Linked DNA regions of Macaca mulatta: regions 2 and 3 are each linked to region 1. The links are chromatin contacts, called in public Hi-C maps. All regions are on one chromosome and are shown on one strand. Each heading gives the region's core, a stretch centred on a gene start, on an enhancer-like site or on the middle of the called end of the contact. The rest is flanking DNA. Distances are from core to core; before and after follow the strand shown. Region 1 holds the start of AP4E1 (adaptor related protein complex 4 subunit epsilon 1). Region 2 holds the start of SPPL2A (signal peptide peptidase like 2A). Region 3 holds the start of TRPM7 (transient receptor potential cation channel subfamily M member 7).

Evidence for each region. A called contact is a pair of places that touch in the nucleus more often than the background predicts.
Region 2: a Hi-C map of liver shows a contact between it and region 1, with 3 times the contacts expected there. The contact joins the promoter of SPPL2A here to the promoter of AP4E1 in region 1. A contact is called at or near these places in 2 of 14 Hi-C or Micro-C datasets (blood and liver).
Region 3: a Hi-C map of fetal cortex germinal zone shows a contact between it and region 1, with 6 times the contacts expected there. The contact joins the promoter of TRPM7 here to the promoter of AP4E1 in region 1. A contact is called at or near these places in 5 of 14 Hi-C or Micro-C datasets (CD4 T cells, blood, fetal cortex germinal zone and 2 more).

Annotation. Positions count from the first base shown.
Region 1 is chr7:28,221,704-28,224,977 of T2T-MMU8v2.0, reverse strand. AP4E1 (adaptor related protein complex 4 subunit epsilon 1) reads right to left here and starts at 1,375. Exons shown (of 22, transcript XR_013395579.1): 1 at 1,151-1,375. It overlaps LOC106999181 (a long non-coding RNA gene), which reads left to right and starts at 1,479. Exons shown (of 3, transcript XR_003731239.2): 1 at 1,479-1,562.
Region 2 is chr7:28,090,000-28,093,236 of T2T-MMU8v2.0, reverse strand. It overlaps SPPL2A (signal peptide peptidase like 2A), which reads left to right and starts at 1,961. Exons shown (of 15, transcript XM_028850917.2): 1 at 1,961-2,202. The coding sequence starts at 2,137. It overlaps LOC144329870 (a long non-coding RNA gene), which reads right to left and starts at 1,892. Exons shown (of 3, transcript XR_013395578.1): 1 at 1,762-1,892; 2 at 695-792.
Region 3 is chr7:28,010,458-28,013,638 of T2T-MMU8v2.0, reverse strand. TRPM7 (transient receptor potential cation channel subfamily M member 7) reads left to right here and starts at 1,899. Exons shown (of 38, transcript XM_077939403.1): 1 at 1,899-2,165. The coding sequence starts at 2,163.

The sequences.
Region 1 (3,274 bases), core at 126-2,625:
AGGCAGGAGAATCGCTTGAACCCGGGAGGCAGAGACTCCAGTGAGCCGAGATCGTACCATTGCACTCCAGCCTGGGAGACAGAGCAAGACTCCGTCTCAAAAAAAAAATTTTAAGGCCAGGCGCGGTGGCTCACACATGTAATCCCAGCCCTTCGGGACGCCGAGGTGGGCGGATCACGAGACCATCCTGGCTAACACGGTGAAATCCCATCTCTACTTAAAAAATACCAAAAAAAATTAGCCGGGCGTGGTGGCGGACGTCTGTAGTCCCAGCTACTCGGGAGGCTGAGGCAGGAGAATGGCATGAACCCGAAGGCGGAGCTTGCAGTGAGCCAAGATGGTGCCACTGCACTCCAGCCTGGGCAACAGAGCAAGACCTCATCTCAAAAAAAAAAAAAAAAATTAAAAAATTGTAAAATCTTAAGGCTCCAGCAAGCCGAGATCGCACCATTGCACTCCAGCCTGGGCGACAAAGCGAGACTCCGTCATTAAAAATTAAAATTTTTTAAAAGCTTAAGAATTTTTATAACTGCTCATTTTCAAAGCCCATTTGAGGCAGAAACTTAGCAAATTTTACATTTTAAGAGAACTATGCTTTTTCTTTGCCCAACACGTTGTTCTAACCCAAGAACCTCAAGCTCCTCAAAGATATTCAACATGAGGCTCACAGGATCTGTTCAGGTATGCGACATCTGAACTGCTGTTCAGTTGAAGGGACGGGGGGAGAGAAGGAAACTGAATAGGGAAAAAAACTTTGTGGAAGGTAAACAATATCTGACACCTCCATCGCACTGGGTATTTTCACACGCTTGACATCTCACCCAATCCTCAAAAACACTATGAATTATGTATCAGTACTTTTCCACGCCAACGTTGAGAAAACACATGGAGGGTCAGAGGTTACAGAGATATGCCCCAGACCAAAGAGTCAGTGTCAGAACCAACTGTGGAAACTCGGCCTCCCTTGCTGTCAGTCCCAGCAGGAAAGTGAAGCTTCCAGGCAGACGAAAGGACGAACCGACACAGCAGCCCCTGAGCCCCGCCGGAGGGCTAACCCCGGAGGCCTTGGAGTCTCGCCGCCCGGCCAGGGCCTCCTGGCGCGGGGGCCTCACTCCGATGTCCCTGAGCTCCCGGGCCAGCGGGCACCTACGTGCTTGGAGGTGAGGGCGGTGATGCCGCGGACGAGGCTGCCTAGCCTCGAGGAGAAGGACGCCTTGGCGGCCGCGGGCCCACCACCTGGCTGGTTCTGCAGAAAGAGTCCCGGCAGCGCCGTCAACGTCTTCTCCACTATGTCGCTCATCGCCGCCGCCCGCGATCCGGTAGCCGCCCGACTTCATGCCCAGCCGCCGCTGCCTGCCCGGCCTCCGTAGGCACTTCCTGTTTTTTGAATAAGAAATCTTTATTGGCGTCCCGCGTGAACCAGTTCAGTGTCGTTCTCGCCAGAGGCCACCAGAGTGCGCAAGAGACCGCGGGGGTGGAAAAGGCCACTCGCCAGAGATTGCGCGCGGAAGTGGACCTCCTTTCTCGCAACGGGGTAGCGGCTCCGGGATCCCCCCAGAACTGTGAGTTCTCCTGAGGAAGCCGCCAGGGGCCTCGCCCTGTTAGGCATTGTCTCCCAGGGTCTCCCTTTCCCACTAGCCGCCTGCGCGTAGCCCGAGACCGCGTCAGGAGTTGCGTCTTCCTGAGCGCGCCTTTTTCGGGACGTCCCCGCCCGGTCCACCGCCTTTCACTGTCCCCGGACCGCGCACCACCCGCCCACTTCCCACAGGCGGTTTCACGCGGGTCCCCGGCGCCGCGCGCGGCTCCGGCCCTGGCGACTCATACCCGAGGAGTTGCGTGATAGCGGAGCTGTCCTGAGGATTCGGCGTGCCAGGTTGAGAGCCCGTCGCGTGCCAGAGACTGGCGGCCACTGTCGCTTCCCGTCCGCCCCTCTTCTCCTGGTATTTGGGGGGTGGACGGGAAAAAGAAGTAGTTGGCGGCCACCCTTGCCGACTCCTCCTCAGCAGGTCGCAGTTGAAAGGTTACCTTCCTGGAGCCCACTCCCCTGTCCCGGCGAGCAAGGACAGGTCTCCACGTCCCACCCTCTCACAGCGCTCGGTTCTGTTCCACTTTAGAACAGGTCGCGGTTGCCACTACGTAAACAGCTCCCCATAGAGAGAGTATTTTATTCATGCCGATTGCTCCAGCTTTTACCTAGAACAGAATCTGGTACAGTGGCTCTCGAAATGTGGTCTGCTGACCTCAGGGTCCCTGATACTCTTCTAGGGAATTCACAAAGTCAATATTGATAACGTTTCTTACATGTTATTTGCCGTTTTCACCCTCATTCTGTTGGAAGTGTACAGAGTTTTCAAGAGGCTAGATGATGATTGACTAGCTGGTAAAATGTATGCTGGAGTATCCTTGTGTTTTCTAGAATTTTCTAAGGTAGTAGGTTTAGGGCATAAATATGTGCGTTTTCAGAGATTAATGCAGTTTGCCCTCAATACTCTTAGTGTGTTTCTAGGAGGTAGGTTAGATAGGTGGTCATAGCCTCCCTTCAAGGGGAACAAACTTGCTAAATAAATAGAACAAACCAGCCCATAGTGTACAAACCACATCCCAGGCTCCTGGTTAGAAAATTTTGCAGCAAAGAGGTAGAAGAGCAAAAGGGAAAATCCCCAAATTCTCACAAGTGCAGAAACCCATCAGTATCCTTGGGCTGAATTATACTCATTGTAATAGTAGGGGAAAAAAAAAAAAAAACCAGCCCTGGGTGAAGATTTAAGATACTAATAAGACATGCAATGTATATACTAGCATATACAACCACAGCGCACATGGCCCCAGAAAACTAGAGAACATGCTTAATAGCAACACCTGTTCTCCCCTCTTCATGAATGATCCTGTGAGACTCCTACAAAGGGAGTTTCACCAGTATCAGTGCATGCTGTCTCACCTTTGAGCAGCCCGCTCTGATCAGCTGTCAGGGTGTACTTTCGCTTTGCAATAAACTCTTTTGCTTGCTTTTACTTTGGACTTTAAATTATTTTGCACTGCGAAGTCCAGAACTTCAACCGGCCCACCAGCTACAGCTACACTTACAAGCTATCTTCAGTTATACCTGCTCTAATCTCTGTAACCTCCTTGTCACCTAATAAATGAGTTTTTTTTGAAATCCTGAAGTTCTAATATCTATACGGAAACATAAGAAAAAAGTTCAGTTTGTTGGCTTGTCTCACAAGAATATTTTTTAACATATTGAGAACATTTTAAAATATTTGAACTTTATCTA
Region 2 (3,237 bases), core at 712-3,211, 130 kb after region 1:
GTGACTTCTTTTCACATGTCATCTTTCACCACTCACAACTTCAGCCAAGCCCAAGTTTTGCAGTTCCCTCAATGCCACCTTTGGCTTTGACACTAATGGCTCACTCTTCCTGGAAGTGCCCCCCTTCTTCTACTCTTTGCCTGGCTAAAATTAACTCACCTAGACTCAGCTCAGGCTGGTATTTTTCCTGGCACCCCTTTTATACCTCCTTTTGATACTTCCATAACATCTTGTGCAAACAAGCGTCACTACTCACCCTAACCTGTGTTTGCTCACACATCTGTGTCCCTCGTTAAACTATGAGCTGTGGGGTTGTAGGCACACTGTCCTATTCAGCATTTGATATTAAATATTCATCCAACAAATATCTGAGGACCTACTATATGCCAAATACTATAGATGTAAAGGGGTATAGCAGTCAACAAAGCAAAAACACTCCTTGCTATGAAGTGGGAGGTGGCATAAACAAAGTTATATGTAGAATGAAAACTGCTGTGTGGAGAATTAAAATAAACCATAATATGAAAGTGACTGGACAGGCTGGGTATAGTGGCTCACGCCTGTAATCCCAGCACTTTGGGAGGCCAAGGTGGGTGGATCATCTGAGGTCAGGACTTTGAGACCAGCCTGACTAACACGGTGAAACCCTGTCTCTACTAAAAATACAAAATTAGCCGGGTGTGGTAGCACGCACCTGTCATCCCAGTTACTGGGGAGGTTGAGGTAGGAGAATCGCTTGAACCCAGGAGGCAGAGGTTGCAGTGAGCCAAGATTGCGCCATTGCACTCCAGCCTGGGCAAGAAGAGTGAAACTCTGTCTCAAATAATATAACAACATAACATAACATAACATAACACAACATAACATAACATAACATGACTGGACAGGTACTTTAGATTGGGTATGTCAGGAAGTCCTGTCTTGGGAAGTGACATTGAAGCTGGTAAGTGAATGTCAACAAGGTAGGTATTCTGAGCTTTGGAGAGAAAAGCACTCCAGCAGGGAGGACTACCAGAGCAAAGTCCGGGAGGGCCAAAGGTCCGTGTGCCTTAAAGTGTGGGAAAGTAGTGAAGGTGGGGAGACAGGAAGGCAGGGGCCAGATTTAACTTTGTAGGCCAGAGTAGAGTTTTTATTTTTTATTTTATTTTTTATTTTTTGAGAGGGAGTCTCGCTCTGTCACCCAGGTTGGAGTGCAGTGGCACAATCTCGGCTCACTGCAACCTCCGCCTACCGGGTTCAAGCGATTCTACTGCCTCAGCCTTCCGAGTAGCTGGGACTACAGGTGCGTGCCACTATGCCCGCTAATTTTTTATATTTTTAGTAGAGACTTGGTTTCACCATGTTGGCCAGGATGGTCTAGATCTCTTGACCTTGTGATCCGCCCACCTCTGCCATCCAAAGTGCTGGGATTACAGGTGTGAGCCATCACACCCGGCCAAGTTTTTACTTTATTCCAAGTGTGATAGAGAGTGAGATGATCTGATTTTTGTGCTTTGAAAGATGACTCCGAAACTGCTATCTGGCTACTGGACTGTGCGGAGGGGAAACTGAGACCCGTTTGGAGGAGAGAGACGTTGGTGGCCTGGATAGGGTGGTGGCAGCAGTTCTGGAGAAAGTGGATGGCTCTGGGTTATGTGGTGAGTTACAGTGGTCAGGAACAAATGACAGGCAGATGAATTAGGGTGACCCTTAGATTTCTGGCTGCATGCAACACTCGGGTAGTTACTGGGAAACCGAGCAGACGCTCAGACACTTCCGAACCTTGAGAAGGAGGCCTTGAGAAATCCGTTCTCCCGCCAGGCTTCGGCGTGAGTTAAAGTCGGGCAGCCGGAAAGCGACAGGCTCAGACCCGCAGCCGGTGGCCTCGCAGCGCCAGGACGCCTGGACACCAGGAGAGCGCGGGGACTCTCCGAGCCCTGCGCGGGGGTTTCCGCATCTTACGGGCGGGGCCGGAAGAGGAAGTCGGCGCTGTCGTGGCGGCCCCAGGAGCAGCGGCAGTCCCATCGTTGCCCGGCCGCCCGCCCTGTCTGGTCCGGTCCGGCCACGGAGGCAGCGCAGCGGCGGGACCCCGAGTGAGCTACCCCGCCGAGTGAGCTGCGCCGCGCCGTGCCGCCTCATCCGGCGCCCACCAGTCCGATGGGGCCGCAGCGGCAGCTGTCCCCTGCCGGAGCCGCCCTACTCTGGGGCTTCCTGCTCCCGCTGGTAAGGGGGCGGGAGGGCGCGCAGGCCTCCCAGGGGCTGGGCGGGGTCGGGGCTCCTTTCCCCTGCTCCCCGCCCGGCCTTCCCTCTGCCCGCGCCTCCGCGGCCTGCTCTCCCGCTCCTCTTCCCCCCCCCTTCCCATTACTCATCTTTTTCCTTCCAGCCTCCTCTCTTCCACCCTCTTTCCCTCAACTTTCCCGCCCCCGACTCAGTTCCCCCCCATGTAAGTCCGGCGAAATAGCTACTCCAAAAAGATCAGAGGAGCCCCTTAGGTTACATTGACTTTGGTGCTTCTCAATAGTTGCTTACTGTCCCAGCATGTGTAAAATTGACCTCTAGGTTTTATTGTCTAAGCCTTTCTTACCGCTTCTTGCCCTTGGGAAGAAAAAATACATATACAAGGCGCCAGGGTTCTTACCCTTGGGAAGAAAAAATATATATACAAGGCTCCAGGTATTAGCACTTTAATTGCACTAACACGGATGTTTTTATAAAATTTCCTTCCCCCACTGTAGTTCCTGCTTCGCCTTAGGACTCATTTGATTCTGTTATGAGGGTTTTGTTTGTTTTTGTTTTTGTTTTTTTGGAGCGGGGTGAGGGGTTGTTTTGTAATAGCAGCAATTTAAAATAACTTTTAAAAGAAGACACCAAAATGTGTCTTTTAGTGGTTTTCAGTTTTCTGCCTAATTTAAAGGGATGGGTGGGGAGCGTCGGTTAAATATAAATAACAAATATGTGTTCATAGATTTGTTTTCATAGTTACAGAGAAAGTAATAGTGTTTTAAAATTCAGCCTCAAGTAATTCGAGCTTCGGTGTGGGAGTGGGGTGTCAGGAACCCGGTGTTTCAGTTTTTGTTTCTAGTAACTTTTACTTAGGGAGTTTCAGGTTGGAAACTTATGCATGTTGTTTATTACAGAATTGGTGTCGCGTAAGCCTGTTTCGTTCTATTAGAACGTGCGATTTCTTTGAAAGACTGTTTTGCTGACTCTCAAGTTTAAGGGGTTAGTATTAGTGAATACAGTGAATACAAAAGTGTC
Region 3 (3,181 bases), core at 650-3,149, 210 kb after region 1:
AGTCCTGCTCTTGTCCCCTAGGCTGAAGTGCGATGGCACGATCTTGGCTCACTGCAACCTCCAATTCTGGGTTCAAGCGATTCTCCTGCCTCAGCCCCAAGAGTAGCTGTGATTACAGGCGCCTGCCACCATGCCCAGCTAATTTTTGTATTTTTAGTACAGACAGGGATTTCACCATGTTGGCCAGGCTGGTCTAGAACTCCTGACCTCAGGTGATCCACCCGCCTTGGCCTTCCGAAGTGCTGAGATTACAGGCGTGAGCCACCGCGCCCGGCCAATCCTGTTCCCCATTTCTAACTCTAAATTTTCCAATTTACCAAAGAGTTCTGGCAAGTGTGAAGGAGCTCATCTTGTTTCATTTCTACACTATCCAACTAAGGAGTGAAGCATTCGTGAGTACAAAAAGACCAGAGTTACAAAGTTCTAACAAAACAAAGCACTCTAATCTCATTTAATTTTGATTTTCCAGTTTGTCTGTCTCCACCTTCTAGATTATAACGTCCCTACAGGCAGGAAATGTGTAGGCCCAACTGAAATCCAGAAGATAAACATTTATTGAATGCATGCATAAATTAGTCAAGATGCCTTCCCCAAGGCTGACAATTTAGTGTGACACATATATTAAAACATTTTTAAGCCTTGGTTCTGCTGCATCTGCCAGATGGGGAAGAAATACACAATACCTGAAGATTGTTCACAAGCTGGGGGAACCAGTGGGTGGATTAGTTTTTTTCTGAGAGAAGATCCTACTTCAGTGAATTGTGCGTCATAATGTTTGAGAGGTAATACTTATGTTGAGTGAAAGAAGCTAGACCGAAAAAAAAGGTGCGTGTTGCACGATTCCCGTATATAAAACTTTAGCATGTGCAAACTTACCTGTACTGAAAGTAGATACGTAGTTGATAAGGGATGTGATGGAGAGGGAGTGGACACAGGGATTAGGAAGGTGGGGAGGAAACTTAGAGGTGAATATGTTCATTTGAGTATGATTTCATGGGTGCAAAGGTATGTCAAAGCATCAGATTGGACATATAATTGCGTGCAGTTTCTCATGTCAATTATTTTAAAATAAAGTTTTAAAAAAAGAGATAAGATAGAGTCAAATCGCTGAGGGTCAGATAGAAGAACTCTCGAAGTCTTCTGGAGCAGAAAGATGTTAAAGCAGTTTTAAGAAAATCAAACTGATTGTGGTTTTCCCAGTAGATAAAGAATACCATTTAGTAAACCATTGCTAATAGCCAAACCTGGGCTTGTGTGATAGCAAAATAAATGGAAAGGTGGATAGGTACATATTACATCCAGGGAATAACCCAGTCTCTGGTCCAGAAGGTGTGGTGTATGCGTGTTATGTGGGTGATTATCTCCGGAGGGAAAAAGACAGTCTCATAGTTAAACCAAGAAGAATATTTACCGGCAGCAACAGGAGAGGCTAGAGGAAGAACATGATCGGGATAAGAAGATGATTTGGCATTTTGGACAGGAGAGAGTAACATTTAAAGCCTCTACCCGCTCTGAAGCACAGAGAGTGTGCTGCGACACTGGAGTCTGCTGGAGCGGGTCGGCACTGGCCAGGCCCGGTGAGCGGAATGAGCCCACACAGCAACTCCAAGCTGCATCCGGAAGCCTGCAACCTTAACCCTCAACCTCCGATTCCCCAAGTTCCACTGTCGTAGTTGAGGCAGATGTTTGCCCAAGTCCTGCCTAGGTATCCAACGGATATACGGCGTGAACACCACACCACTTTAGGGGAACCCGGAGGCGGTCGGCGTGGGGGCGCGCTCCTGCCCGGCGCGTACGCGCGGCGGGCAGGGAGGTGGCCTAGAAGCGAGGGAGCGCGCGCCCTTCACGTGACCCGACCCGCTGGCGGCGACGCACGCGCCGCGCCGCTCACGTGGTCCGTCCCCAGCCCCGTCGCCGGCGGAGGCGGGCGCGGGCGCGTCCCTGTGGCCAGTCACCCGGAGGAGTTGGTCGCACAATTATGAAAGACTCGGCTTCTGCTGCTAGCGTCGGAGCTGAGTTAGTTCTGAGAAGGTTTCCCTGGGCGTTCCTTGTCCGGCGGCCTCTGCTGCCGCCTCCGGAGACGCTTCCCGATAGATGGCTACAGGCCGCGGAGGAGGAGGAGGTGGAGTTGCTGCCCTTCCGGAGTCCGCCCCGTGAGGAGAATGGTACTAGACCCAGGCAGGCCCGGGCGGGGAATGGTCCTGGGGTTGCGGGCGGTAAAGGAGAGACTTGGCAGGCAAGTTTGTAGGGAGCTGCGTTCCATGCGGCGAAGTACCCCCAAATTGCCTTGAGGCTTCCGGATTTGTCGGAACGGGTCGCGGGACGGGTGTGCAGTTCGTTCGGGGGTGAGGGGCGGGAGCAGGTAGCAAGTCCGACGCGACATCTCTTCTCGGGAATCCCCTGAGCAGAGACTCGGCTACCAGCGAGGGCCTCTCGAGGCGGTAGAGGCGCGAGCCGGGGACTACTTGGCTGGGCTGAACTGAGCGGCCGCAGCGCGCCCGACGCAGCGCTCAGCCTTCAAGCCCCGCATCTCCTGGGAGCACGGTCCTCCTGGCGCCAGTTGTTGGCAGATAAGGGAGCCAAATGCTCTGCTCAAGTTCTGCATGGAAAAAGGGAGGGAGGGCTGGAAGGGTGCAAAAAGGGGGTAGAGGACACGCAGTGCCTTGTTTGCTGTGCAGCGGTTACTCTACAGGTACATTTCCTTTTTGGAGCCAAAACGGAGGGATTTGACAATATTGATAGTAGATCTTTTTTCTTTAGCAAGAATTAAGGATTTTGGTGGGTGGGGGGAGACTTCTGTGGGGACCAAGACGATGTACTGTCAGTCAGGATTTAAGTCGAACTACCTCATCCGTTGCCCCAGAGAACGGCTGTTCGTGTTTTAACCCAAAAGGTGCGGAATGGAGAGAGGGAGGCGGTGCATTGCAGCTTCCGATAGAGCTTTTTATTTTTGGATCTCAGGAACCAGTTTTGAAGATTTCTTAAAAAGAAAGTCATTTACATCAGGGACATGAAGAGCAGAGTAGGTATTTTTGATCAGTACTTGAATATAATAGGCTTTGTGCAAACAACTCTCCCTCTGCTGGAGTCCGGCAAGTTTGCTTTTCACTGGACGCTATTCAAGTGCCATACAACACTGAAATAAGAGTTTTACTTATACCACAAGTGTAGTAATACTTTG